Regions from separate parts of the Mus musculus genome. Here region 2 is linked to region 1. A link is a contact called in public promoter capture Hi-C data. All regions are on one chromosome and are shown on one strand. Each heading gives the region's core, a stretch centred on a gene start, on an enhancer-like site or on the middle of the called end of the contact. The rest is flanking DNA. Distances are from core to core; before and after follow the strand shown. Region 1 holds the start of Ccdc102a (coiled-coil domain containing 102A). Region 2 overlaps Ccl22 (chemokine (C-C motif) ligand 22).

What was found. Promoter capture Hi-C pulls out the DNA fragments that hold promoters and counts their contacts.
Region 2: a contact with region 1 is called in a promoter capture Hi-C map of trophoblast stem cells, with 2.3 times the contacts expected there. The contact joins the enhancer-like site here to the promoter of Ccdc102a in region 1. A contact is called at or near these places in 10 of 39 promoter capture datasets (the C10 cell line, the HPC-7 cell line, embryonic stem cells and 5 more).

The regions. Positions count from the first base shown.
Region 1 is chr8:94,914,060-94,920,483 of GRCm38.p6, forward strand. It overlaps Ccdc102a (coiled-coil domain containing 102A), which reads right to left and starts at 4,039. Exons shown (of 9, transcript NM_001033533.3): 1 at 3,923-4,039.
Region 2 is chr8:94,751,331-94,757,754 of GRCm38.p6, forward strand. It overlaps Ccl22 (chemokine (C-C motif) ligand 22), which reads left to right. Exons shown (of 3, transcript NM_009137.2): 3 at 1-58. Among named protein-coding and RNA genes, the nearest start is that of Ccl22, 8.9 kb to the left of the region's middle. Within about 2 kb of position 3,396, at least 15 of the 459 cell types and tissues checked have an H3K27ac peak or open chromatin away from gene starts, as enhancers often do. A contact at or near this core is called in trophoblast stem cells, where this site is marked.

The sequences.
Region 1 (6,424 bases), core at 2,789-5,288:
AAGGAAGCCCAGGATTCCTTCATCAGGGTGTGCTTCAGATTCACCTGGACCCTCGCTTAATTAACAATTAACAGTTCTATGGGCCAGGATGTTTGGCAGGGACGCAGCAGAGACTCTACATTTCAGAAGTCCATATGAGTATTCAAGTAACATCAGCGAGACTTCAAGTCTCTCGGGCTCCCCTTCGGGCAAAGCCACCAACAAGCCCTCTACCACTGAGCCCAAATCAACCACCCTCATTACTTACAGTACCATACATATCTCAACCCCAAAGATGCTTGTGTAGACAGTCACCAGCCAGCCACACAGACCCCGGCTCTAGTTCCTAACAGGCAATGTGCCTGTCCTCTCTGACTCAGAGTCTCGGCCCGTGTGATGACTTGGTAGCCTTGGCGCCCACAAGCATCTAGACATTTCTGCACACACAGACACATCTGGGAACATACACGCCATCTCATCCACACAAAACAGGGATAAATGACACAGTCAGAGATGGACCTATAGGCACCATGTGGTTATACAAATAGATAGATATACTTGCACCAGCACACGGATGGGCCCCTAAACATACACTCTTAAGAGAACTCTGAACACACACACATACACACACGCACACACACATATGCACATACTCCTCCTTCCCCATGTTCCTGGCCCAGTTCCATCAAAACAGACCTAAGAGAAGCAGTACTAGCATCTGCAGGGGAGAGGAGAGGGGTGGGGATTGGCAGGAAGCCCAAGTACCAGTCCTGAGGGCAGGCCTTTCCACAGCCCCACAGAAGTGTGACAGCGGGTGCTGTTGCCATATCCACTGGCTTGGAGCTGCCAGGCCTGGCAAAGGGCTCTGCTCGACTTAGAGAAGACTCCAACTGGCTCCTTTGAGAAAGGCCAAGCCCATGAAACAGGAGCAGGGCAGACATTATCCAGGCCCCTAATAGCTTCCAGGTTGGGGCCTCCAAAGGCAGCCCTGGCCAGTCTGGGTTGCGGAGGGGGTGGGGGAGGCCAGGAAGGCTGTGAACACCCTCTGCTTTTCTCCTTATGCCTGGGACAGGTATGCACACGCATAGAGGGGGAGGTGAGGCGCATCCACCCCTCCCCCACAAGCACACCTGTGCAGACCCCAGTGCAGCTGGCCTCTGCCTAACAACACCCCCTCACCCCCATTCCCACCCTACTCACATAACAGCCTTGGAAACACTCAAGTAGCTTCAGTAACCCGGGTACACATGCCTCATGCTATAGATAGGCAGACAGGGCCCAGCTGCCGGTCACTTGCCCCTTCCTGCCCAGGTTCAGTGCCTTCTTTGTTTGATGACATTATAGGGGGTGGGCTCCCGATTTATCACAATGCTGCCACTGCACTCCAAGCTCGGGGGGGGGGAGCAGCCCCCACATACCCAGAGGGTTCCTTTCTGTCTTCATCCTTCCTAAAGTCAGGCAGCCCATCCTCCTGACTCAGGTGCCACTACTAGGAGGAAATGCCCTAGATGCCCTGTCCCATCCCACAGCCAGCCATACCTGGCCAGTGGCCTCTCTTATAGCACAGCCTCCCACTCAATGAGACATGTGTGCCACTTATATCTTGCGTATAGTACTTGCTTAAAGTTGGCTGGAGGGATGGAGGATGGAGAGCTGTACCCTTGTGTCTGAGCTGAGCTGCAGGTCTCAGAGCTCCTGAACTCCAGCTGTCATTCCCCGTTCTCAGAAACAAGGATGTTTTGACTGGACACTCATTTCAGGCCACAGATTCAGTGCTGCCCGTAGGAAGTGACCAACGTCGTCTTTTGTTCACAGACTCATTGGGAACGTCTCCCTTTCCTTCTACATCTGTAAACTCCTACACACCCTGCAAGATGGACCTGCAACATCTCCTCGCTTGAGAAGAACTTTCCTAACCTCTGAATACTTCGTGCTAGTTTCCCTAAAACACCAGCACCTCCTCCTTTGGGGGTGGCAGTTCACCACCTGTGGGTCACGACCCCTTTGAGGGGGGGTGTCACAAATCAGACATCCTGCAAATCAGATATTTACATTATGATTCATAACAGCAGCAAAACTGGCTATAAAGTAACAAAAATAATTTTCTGGCTGGGGGGGGGGGGTGGTCACCAAAGCATGAGGAAGTGAATTAAAGGGTTGAGGCATTAGTGAGGTTGTGAACCTCTCCTTTAGGAAGTGTGCATTCTAAAAAGCTCTCAAAGGCTTCTTGATTTTGTTAGCTATTTGAACAGGGCTGAACAATGTGCTGTCTGAATGTGTCCTGAGCCTATGGGAGATGGATAAAGCTCCTATTAGGGGGACCTCTTGTGACCAGACAGAGTTTGGGAGAGCGGTGTCATCCTAAAAATCAGAAGTTGGTTTTCAGCCAGGCGCTAATACAGGTAGGTGTCTAAGCCCATCTGTGGCCAAGGTCAGAGTCCGGTGTCTGAGCTCTTGCCAGAGGAACTCTCTGATGGGGAGAGGGAGGAGATATTCAACATTGTATTCTGCCCTCGAGGTTCGGTTGGTTTTCTCAGAAGCCACTGCAAGGAATGAGAAACACTAAGCCCTGGATGGGGACCAGCTGAGGGAATGGGGAACCCAAGACCTCCACAGCTCAGAATTCTCCCGTATCTTCTTAGAATCTTTCAGGTGGACTCTGGGGTAAGCCCAGGGCCACAGGCCTAGCTGTGGGTAGGGATTAGAGCCCAGCAGGAAACCACAAGGGGACTGCCTGATTGGATAAGTGCAGGGCCCAAGGCTGGTCAGCCCGCAGACTGTGGGCTGTCTGTCCCTCTGACCATGGATACTGAGAGAGCCCAGCTTACAGCTGCTGGACCTCCAGGAAAGAAACGGAGGGGTGGGGAAGGGAGGAGAGCAGGGTTTCTATGCTAGAACAGAGCTTGTGGCTGGGTCATGCGTGACTACCTGAAGAGCACCATGCCCCTGGAAGCGCTTACTAGGGAGATCTTCAGATACTAGGCCCGCCAAACAAACATGACTTGGAAGAGTGGAAGCTTTCACCTACTCCAGCCCCAGGACTCTTAGCAACTCTTGGCATCGCACATTCGTATAGAACAGACATTAACCCTAGCGTTGCTATTACACACCGTGTGGTATGTGCAGGTTCCTGGCCTTTCTGAGCATCAGTTTTCCTATGTATTGAGAGGCACCAACAAGATTTCTAATTCCTCCAGCAGGTGGGTAAGACTCTGCCAATAAGAACTCATCGTACTCCTACAACAGCTCAGTAATCCGGGCCGAATAAGGGACATTCACTTACGCAAACTGAAGTCCCGGGATGAGGAAGAGTGCTACCCCTCGGCACAACCAGGGCAGTGGGCTGCTGAAGCCCTTCCCTTCTCTTAGCATCAAGCCCTTGCCCCACTTGCCCGCATTCCTTCCCGAAATTAAGTTTTCAGCTTTCCAGGGCCCAGTCCCTACTTGGTAGCCCCTTCGCGGGCCACCAGCCCCGCTCCCCCTAGCGGCTGGAGGGGGTGCGGGGGTCCGGTCCTGCAAGACGCGGTCCCGCCCACCCCACCGCTTGGTTTCCATTGGTAGCGCAACGGGTCTGGGCGTAAAGCCGTGCTCCGATTGGCCAGTGCCACCCGTCCGTCCGGCACTCGCCATGGTGACCACGTTGGGTCCCCCGGGAGAGTTCCACATTCCGCCCCCGCCTGCCATCCCCCCCCCTCCTGGCCCTGCCGGCATTCCACGGGCGCCCCCTCCCCCACTGTCCCGCCACGGGACCCGGCTTCCACGGGGATGGAGACGGGCCGGGGGACTCTAAGTGGGACTAAAAAGTTGGACTCAAGTTTGGGGTGCGGCGGGCGCCGCCCCGGCTCCTGTCCCTCGCTGCAAAGTTCTTCCCTCGCGTGAGCGGCTCCGAGACCGCAGCGAGTACCCTGTCGCGATGACCTCCCGCCCCGCCGTCCCCACTCACCTCGGGCCGGGGCTGGGATTCCGGACGTCCGAACTGCTGCTCTGGGTGGAGCGGGCGCGGGGCTGGCTGCGGCGGCCGTCGGGAGGCCGGGGGAGGGCCGCCAAGTCTCCTCCTCCTGCCAGGGGAGGGGAAGGGGAGCGGGCGGGGGCCCCTCGTGGGGCGCGGTTTGCTGCGGGTTGGGGCCAGGCAGCCGGACCCCCCTGGCCCGCCCAAGCATGGGGTCGCCCAGGCAGGATCCGCGTCCTCGGCTTTCCCGCCAACCACGGTCTAGGTGATCCAGGACAGGAGTGGGCACCATGACCCACGAGGAGCTTCACTTTGGTTAACTGCATTACTTCCAGTGCTAGCGCTGACACCGACTGGACTTGGGCCAGAGTCCATGTCCTCACTGGGCCTCGGTTTCCCTTTTTTGTACAAAGCGACTTCAGGCCTATAAAGGAGAGTGATGGGACCTACTCCCACTGTGGAGATTTTCCCTCTGGTGTGCGATGGTGCTTGGCAGAACCCTCTGACCTTCTTGTACACACCCATTAGGCTCAGGCTCTCTCTCTCTCTCTCTCTCTCTCTCTCTCTCTCTCTCTCTCTCTCTCTTTGGGATAGGGTGTCTGTAGTCTTGTCAGGGAAGAAGAAGGTCAAGATGGTATCTCCCCTTCACATCCTGCTTCGAGGTTGGTCTGTCTTGCCGACAGGACCAAAAGTCACAAAAACGCGTGGGCAGCTAAGCTGGGTTAGGTTATTGTCCAGAAAAGATAAAGATTATGAAGATAAACGAATCACATACTTCTTGGTTAAGAGTGTTTTAATTCTAATCATGGTCACGAGCATAGTGGTTTGTGAAGAGTGAATCACATACTGAATGTTGAAGGTTTTTTTCCCCCCTTACGGAGTTGAGCTATTATTGGTTTGCTGTAAGAGATTGTTTTGTTTTACCAAAATACCGGGGCTAGCTGGATATGGTGGTGCACCCCTTTAATCCCAACACTTGGGGCCTCTAATCCCAGCATTAGGGAGGCAGAGACAGAGGCAGGCAGATGTCTGCCTCACAGGAGTTTGAGGCCAGTCTGGTCTATCTACATAGTGAATTCCAGGAGAACCAGAGCTAGTAGAAAACCCCTGATTTACAAAAATAAATAAACCAAACAAACAAACAAACTAGGGCTTCTTCAAAAACAAGGATCCTTTGACCTTCCCCCCTTTAAGGGGATCCTGTGTGTATTTGGTGGCCTCCAAGGTCAGAAGAGGGGCTCAGATCCCTTGAGACTAAAGTTACTGATAGCTATGAGCTACCATGTAGGTGCTGGGAACTAAACTGGGGCCCTTTGAAATAGCATTAAGTACTCTTAACCACTGAGCCACTTCTTCAGATCTCCCCCCCACCCCCAGCCCCCCACTGAGTATTCTGAGAACTCAGTACATCTTTTTGATGTCATACACTTCCCCCACATCCTTCTCTGTGGTCTTCAGCTGTCTTCTCTGCCCCACCCCCACCAACTTTGTGAAGTCCCACAGATTTTGCAAGTTTTATAGTTTCACTTGCCCCTTCATGTGCTGGGCAGGTAGTGAGTGGTGCTTGCTTGGCAGCTGTTATAATCAGCAGAAGACCAGTTTGGGTGGGAATGCTTGCACTTTGGTTAGCATCTACAGATCACTAGCCTGCAGACCCTCCATTGGCTGTCCTCTACATCATGTACAGGGGGAATGTGTGAGATACACATATTGAGAACTCATGACAAGACAAAAAGAAAAAACAGACTTCCTTCTAGACCTGGGGAAATGAAAGTTTAGATTGGCTTTTGACTCGAATGGGATCTCACAGCAGTGAGATGTCCCAGGGAGAAGGGATGTCCTGGCAGTGACAGCTCTGAACCAAGATCTCAGAGCTCTTTCTCTAGTGTTGGGAGCTGGTAAAGGGTGGGAAAGTGATGGAGGTCCGGCTTATGGTATAGTTAGCCTTTGACTGGACTTCATTGCAACTGAGCCCTCTCTCTTTGGAGAGGAAGTAGTGTGTGTGTGTGTGTGTGTGTGTGTGTGTGTGTGTGTGTGTGTTTTGCATAGGGTGGATGAGATGAGGGGAGCCACTCACTCTTGGAACTCAGTACATGCTGGCCATATAGGCTAGATGGCTCTCTTAAGTTACCTAGCTGTGCAGCTACTCTGTACTGGCCGTCATTACCACCATGTCATGATGAGCCCAGGGAATATCAGAAACCCATTGGTTGGCTTAAATTCACTCTGGGAAGTGGCAGAGCCTGTATCTCCCAAGTTTGGTTACTGACCCTCTTCTAGGCACCTCTAGTGAAATGGTAATCTGGTTTTAGCCTCCCTCATCTGTGGACAGGGCAAGGGGTTTTTGTCTTCAGACTCAAGACACTGGAGATTGAGTGGGGCCTGTGTTAGTATGTCGCTTCTATACCCTTGCTGTTACCATTACCATCAGCACATGGGCATTTCAATTTATTTATTTATTTATTTACTTACTTATTTATTTATTTATTTAATGTG
Region 2 (6,424 bases), core at 2,146-4,645, 160 kb before region 1:
CTGAAGGTCCCTCCCCCTCCTCTCCTACTTCTGGGAAAATAAATGCTCGCCAATAATACCTGACTTGGGTCCTTGTCCTCTGTGTTGCTGTGAAATAGAACGGGGCCTTCCTTTACCCAGACCTGCCCTCCTCCAGGGTCTGACCCCTCCATGGAAAAGGAAGGTTTGTGGGATGGTGGGAAATGGGATGTGCACCTATTGTGCCATGTGTCATTGGTGGCTTTCCTTAGTGGCTGGGGGAGATTTTATAATCCCTTTCTTGTGTCCTTGATTCTAAAGCTAGAACCATGTGCCTGGAGCTGCCAAGTTCTGCTGCTTGTTGGGGCTGGAACACGGCCCCCTCATTCAAATATATATAACCAACTTTCTCTGTTTTTGAATGTTTCCTTCACTGCCTAAGCTTCGCTGTCCCGGAACTCACTCTGTAGATCAGGCTGGCCTTAAACTCCAGAGATCCACCTGCCTCTGCCTCCATAGTGCTGGCATTAGAGGTGTGTGCCACCACACCTGCGCTCTAAACTTTTCTTTAATTCCTTCTCACTGGCTGGGATCTTGTCCTGTGGTCACCACTCCCTTCATTCCAGCTAGCACTAAGCTTTTTTTAAAAAATGTTTATCTCCTTGAACACTGGACGTAGCTCCATTTTACTTCCTGGTGCCCCTTTTTTCCCCCAAATTGTACCTTTTGTATTTTACCTTGCTCAGCCTGCTCCTCTTCATTATAGATCTGCGGAAGACTAATAACCACACAATAGAGTCCGTACTAGGTTGTTTTGAGATTTCCTCTGCCAGTGGAATTGATCCAAAAACTCTTCAATTGAACCTCAGTCAGATTTTTCTGGACAAAGGCTAAAGGCAGCCACATTCTTACTCAAAATATCACAAGAACAATCTCGAGGCCACATACAAATATTCTTCTCCTCTGGAATCTTCTGAGCCAGGCCCACGAAGTTCAAAGCACCCTCAACACCTCTGCTTTTCCATGTCCCTACTAGGACGGTTCACTAAGCTCCACTTAAAGCATTCAACTGCTTTCCTAACCCAAAGTCTCAAAGACCACATCCCTCCTAGCAAAAGCATGGTCAGGCCTATCACAGCAATATTCCAGTCCCTGGTACCAACTTCTGCCTTAGCATTTCTATTGCTGTGAAGAGATACCATGACCATAACTACTCTTATAAATGAAATTGGGGCTGGGTTATAGTTTGGAGGTTTAGTCTGTTATTGTCATAGCGGGAAGCATGGTGGCACACAGGCAGACATGGTGCTGGAGAGGTACCTGAGAGTTCTACATCTGGATTCATAAGCAGTAAAAAGAGAGAGTGACACTGGGTCTGGCTTGAGCACTTGAGACCTCAAAGCCTACCTCCAGTGACACATTTCCTCCAAGAAGGCCAAACCACCAATAATAAAATAATGCCACTTCCTGACTCTATGGGGGCCATTTTCATTCAAACTAACAAACACACACACACACACACACCTTTCACACCACCCAGGAAACAAAGAAGGACCCTTCAAGTTCAATGTCTTTGTGTTTTCTTGAGTGTAAACTCCATCGGCAGTCATCCTGAAGGGCTCTGGTAGGCGTGGCAAATATGGCTCTGGCAGATTTTACCCTTCCCCATTCCCTCTGCCTTGCTAAAACCCATTAGATTACATTCCTAAAGCTACCTACTGAGGTCTATTCCTCTATTTTTCTCCTGAGTCTGAAGTCCAGCTATCAAAGTCTTGAAATCTCGAAATCAAAAGCCCCCTTTGGCTGCCCTAATTAACATGCCCAATTAAATTAAACACCTCATCCTAACTAGGGGGTTTCCCCTTTGTTTTTATAAACTTCCGTTTGCCTACAGGCCATGTCTGTTTCTTCTCTATCCAGAGGCAATCTTTTGTCCCTCCCAGGCAAATATCCCTTCCCCCTCTCCCTTGCTCCTCTCCTTTTCTCCCTCATCCTCCCTCCCCTATCTTCGTCTCTTGTTCTCTGTTCTTTATCCCTCTGGGGCAAATAAATCCCCTTTGTGCTGAGAACTTGAGAACTTGGTCTTAGGGTGTCCTGGGCAGACTCTGTCTGCCTCTTAAGCTTCCCTCCCTACAGCTACCTTGTGGATTTCAGTACAGACAACCAGCAATGATAATACTAACATATCTAAAACATTTATCTCTTTTTATGAACTTGAAGATTATTATTATTTATTTATTTATTTATTTATTTATTTTGGTTTTTTGAGACAGGGTCTCTCTGGGTGAACCTGGAACTCACTCTGTAGACCAGGCTGGCCTCCAACTCAGAAATCCGCCTGCCTCTGCCTCCCGAGTGCTGGGATTAAAGGCGTGCACCACCACACCCGGCTGAACTTGAAGATTCTTATAGGCATCAAAAATCAACTTGAATTCACCTCTCACAGATCAAAAGGACTCCTGCCAACCAACAGCCTGTTCCCCCACCTGTCTACTCCTAAAGGTGGGTCTCTCCCCTCTTCCCTGGTCTCAAGCCTCTCCTCTCCCAACTACTAGGACCATAAACCTAAGAGTTTCAGATGTATACCCATGATAAAAATTTCCCCCTAAACTCCTTAAAGACAGAGACTTTACTTCTGTCTCTAGTCTGTCTGTCTCTCCCAGCAGATTTTAAACCAACTACAATCTGCTCCAGCAACTTGCCAGTCTCAGCTCTTTCCCCAGAATCTACATCACAGTCCAGCCTCACAGACTACCTCAGATGGTCCCACAGAGCTTGGACAACAAGTAAAGCAGCCTGTTCTACTTGGCCTTGACCAACATTCCAGCTTCCTTGAGTCCCTAATAACAACATCCCAGTGTCTGCAGGAAGCAGCCAGCGAAAACAGTGCCCACTTACCCAACACCTAATGACCCAGCGGTAAAAAGGAAAGGTGGGACTGAAGGACTCTGGCAGGCCAGAACATGGCAAACATAGCTCTGGTAAGTCTTATCCCTTCCCATTCCCTCTTTTTTGCTAGACTAATTATGTTCCTAAAGCTACCCACCAAGGTCACTCTATTTGGCCAATCCCTCCTCCTGGGGCTAACCACTAAGGTTCAGTTAGCAAAGTATTGAAGTCCAGCCGTCAAAATCTCCCTTTTGGCCACCTTAATTAACTGGCCCAATCAAAACAAACCAACTCATCCTAACATGGGATTTCCCCTTTCCCTTTATAAACTGTCATTTGCCCACAGGCCATGTCTGTCTCTTCTCTATCCAGAGGTAGTCCTTTGTCCCTCCCAGACAAGCATCCCTTCCCCCTCTCCCTTGTTCCTTTCCTCTCCTCTCTCATCAGTCTCCTGTCTTCATCTCTTATCCTCTGCCCTTTGCTCCCTGGGGCAGATAAATCTCCTTTGTGCTGGGAACTTGGTTTTGGTGTGTCCTGTGTGGACTGTGGACCTTTCACATCCTGTCAGTCCTTGTTCCCTTCATGTCCGCTTGGCTAGACTCTCTAAGCTGTAGCCACAGATGCAGAGCACTTACTTTCCAGGAAGAAGCAAGAATCTGGAGGCGCACACAAGGAAGCTGGCAGATGCAAGGCTTTTTTTTTTGCAGGGTACCAAGGCGCTCTGCCCCCTGAGCCTTAGTTTTCTACACATGAGTGAGAATCTGGTAAGATAAGAAGATCCAGGCCACCAACCCAATAACAAAGTAAGCATGGCGTCTGCAGTGACAGGAGCAGAGACACAGCTCTGAGCTGGTGCTCACAGCAGCCTGAAGAGTTCCTTTTAGAGACCTCTACTCCGGTGAAACCAGATCCTCACCTCTGGCACAGAAAAGGATTTTAGGACAAGACGGCACGGAGCGGGCTTGGAGTTGACTCAAAGGCATTTAATAGATTTCGAAGCAGGGGTCAATATAGAAGAGCTCAGAGGGAAAAGGAAAGCCAAGCGTACGGGTTGGGGTTCTCAATGACAGCTCCCCTGTCCCCACCACATTGTCTTTACAATATCTACCAGCCTGATGAATTTTGAAGCTTTATTTTCCAAAGGGTTGCTAAGGAACCCAGATGGGATCCCGGGATGGTTCCTGGTGAGCAGGACCACTATTGATAAGTCTCGGTCACTCTGAACAAAGTTTGATGTTTCTAAAGACCATCTAGGAACAGGGATAAACCTTACCCCAGGTCATAGACACTCAGGTCTCCTGCTTGTTCCCTGCTGTGTTAACACACAAAGTCTGTCAGGAAGAAACAGTGTTTCTGTGTTGACTCCACACATCAACTTAGAGCGCCTGCAAGAGACTTCACCGAGACTCTAGACTGAGGCTTCTTTCCCTTCCTGTCTCCTTCCATAATCTTTCCTGTCTTGTCTTAAGGACTTGAAGAGATCCTTCTCTACAGAAGATACTCAGGTGGTGAAGAAAACATAGAAAAATATGCTTAACACTACCACCCACTGGGGGAAATGCGAATAAAACCCACAGAAAATACAACAGGAAACCTAAAAGGTAACAAGTATAGGCGAGAACGTACAGACCTGTGAACTCCCGGGCACAGGTGCTTGGAGTACCCGCTGCTGCGGCTGCTGTTTAAAACACTGGTTGTTCTTCCAAAACCAAATGATGGAGCCATGCGACCCCACAGGTTAGCCTGTGGGTAATATAGTATACACGCCAAGGGGATGGCTATACATTCATGTACATTGTAACTCTCTGCAACTGTCAACAGATGGACATAACCTCAGCATCCATCAGCAAGGATGTAAGCAGATGAGGCTTACACAGTGGAGTATTAGTCAGCATTTGTAATTTATATATTTTTTATTTTATGTGCATTGGTGTTTTGCCTGTCTGCATGTCTGTATGAAGGTGTCAGGAGTTGTGAGTCACCATGTGGGTGCTGGTGAAATTGAACCCAGGTCCTCTGGAAGCACAATCAGTGCTCATAACTACTGAGCCATCTCTCCAGCCACCTTTTGTGTGTTTTGTTTTGTTTTGTTTTTTCAAGACACGGTTTCCTTACATATCCCTGACTGTCCTAGAACTCTTTCTGTAGACCAGGCTGGCTTCACACCCAGAGATCTGCCTGGATTGCCTCCTGAGGCATGTACCACCACTGCTGAGCTATGATTACTCAGTGCTTAAAGAGGGGGATTCTGACTCATGCTATTACATACATGAATTTTCAGGACATTCTACTAAGGGGAATAAAATTATCTAGTCACAAGAATAAGCATTGTATTTTTCTTTCATTGTTGCTCATCTTCCCCCTCCCAATCCCCACCCCCCAGACTGGTGATGGACCAAGAACTCTTGCAAGGCTTACCACAGACCTAGAATGTCAGAGTCATCAAAAATCTCAAAATGTGAGTAAGATTGTGACAGAAATTAATGAAATAAACATAAGGAATCAATGAAGCAAAGAGTCGATTCTTTAAAAAGAAAAGACTGGCAAACCCTCAGCCTATTAATCAGAGGAATGGTAGGGAAGACACAAGCCTACAAAATCTGAGGCGAAAAAGGAGACGTCACCACAGGAGATTCAGAAAACCATAAGGGTGTGTTTTAAGATTTGTATGCATTGAAACTAGAAGGTCTAACGGCTAGACCTTCTAGTGTACGGCTTTCTAGTTGGATATGATCCTACCAATGATACCAAAGATCTACAACAAGCAACACGATTGCAGTGATAATTTTTTAAAAATTCCCAAATGAGAAAAGGCCAGGGCCAGATGAATTCAGTAAAAAATTCTACCAAGTCTTTAAAAAGAAGAACAAATAACAATATCAAGTTATTCCATAAAACTGAAAACGAAGAGGGCCAGTAAGATAACTCGCAATATAAAGATCCTTGTGCCAGCCAGCAACCAGACTTTGATCCCTAGAATCTACATAAAGGTGGGAAGAGAGGACTCAAAAGCTGTCCTCTGGCTTTTTTGTGCACCCACACCTCACACTAATAAATAAAATTTAAATTTTGAAAAATAGGAAAGAAACACTTCAAATTCTTTTTAGGAAGCCAGTTTTCCTTGGATACCAAAACCAGATAAATACATGAGAAACAGAAAATTATAGGCAAATCTCATCAGTGGTGATAGATGCAAAAAAATCTGCATAAAATACAAACCAAATTCAACATCACATCAAAAATGATTATTTACTCCAATCAAAGTGGCTTCATTCCAGACATGCAAGGATGGTTCAACACAGAGAAACCAATAAATATAATTCATCACATAAATGAACTCAAAGATAGATATCACATGTTCATCTCAACAGAGGCAAAAAATGACTTTGACAAAATCTAACATCCCTTCACAATAAAAGCCCTGAAGGGATCAGGGAGAGAAAGAATATATTTTAAAGTGATAAAGCTTTTATGTGACAAACCTATATGCACTATCATGGTAAATACAAGAAGAAGAGGAGGAGGAGGAGGAGGAAGAAGTGGAGGAAGAAGTGAGGGAGGAAGAGCAAGAGAAGGA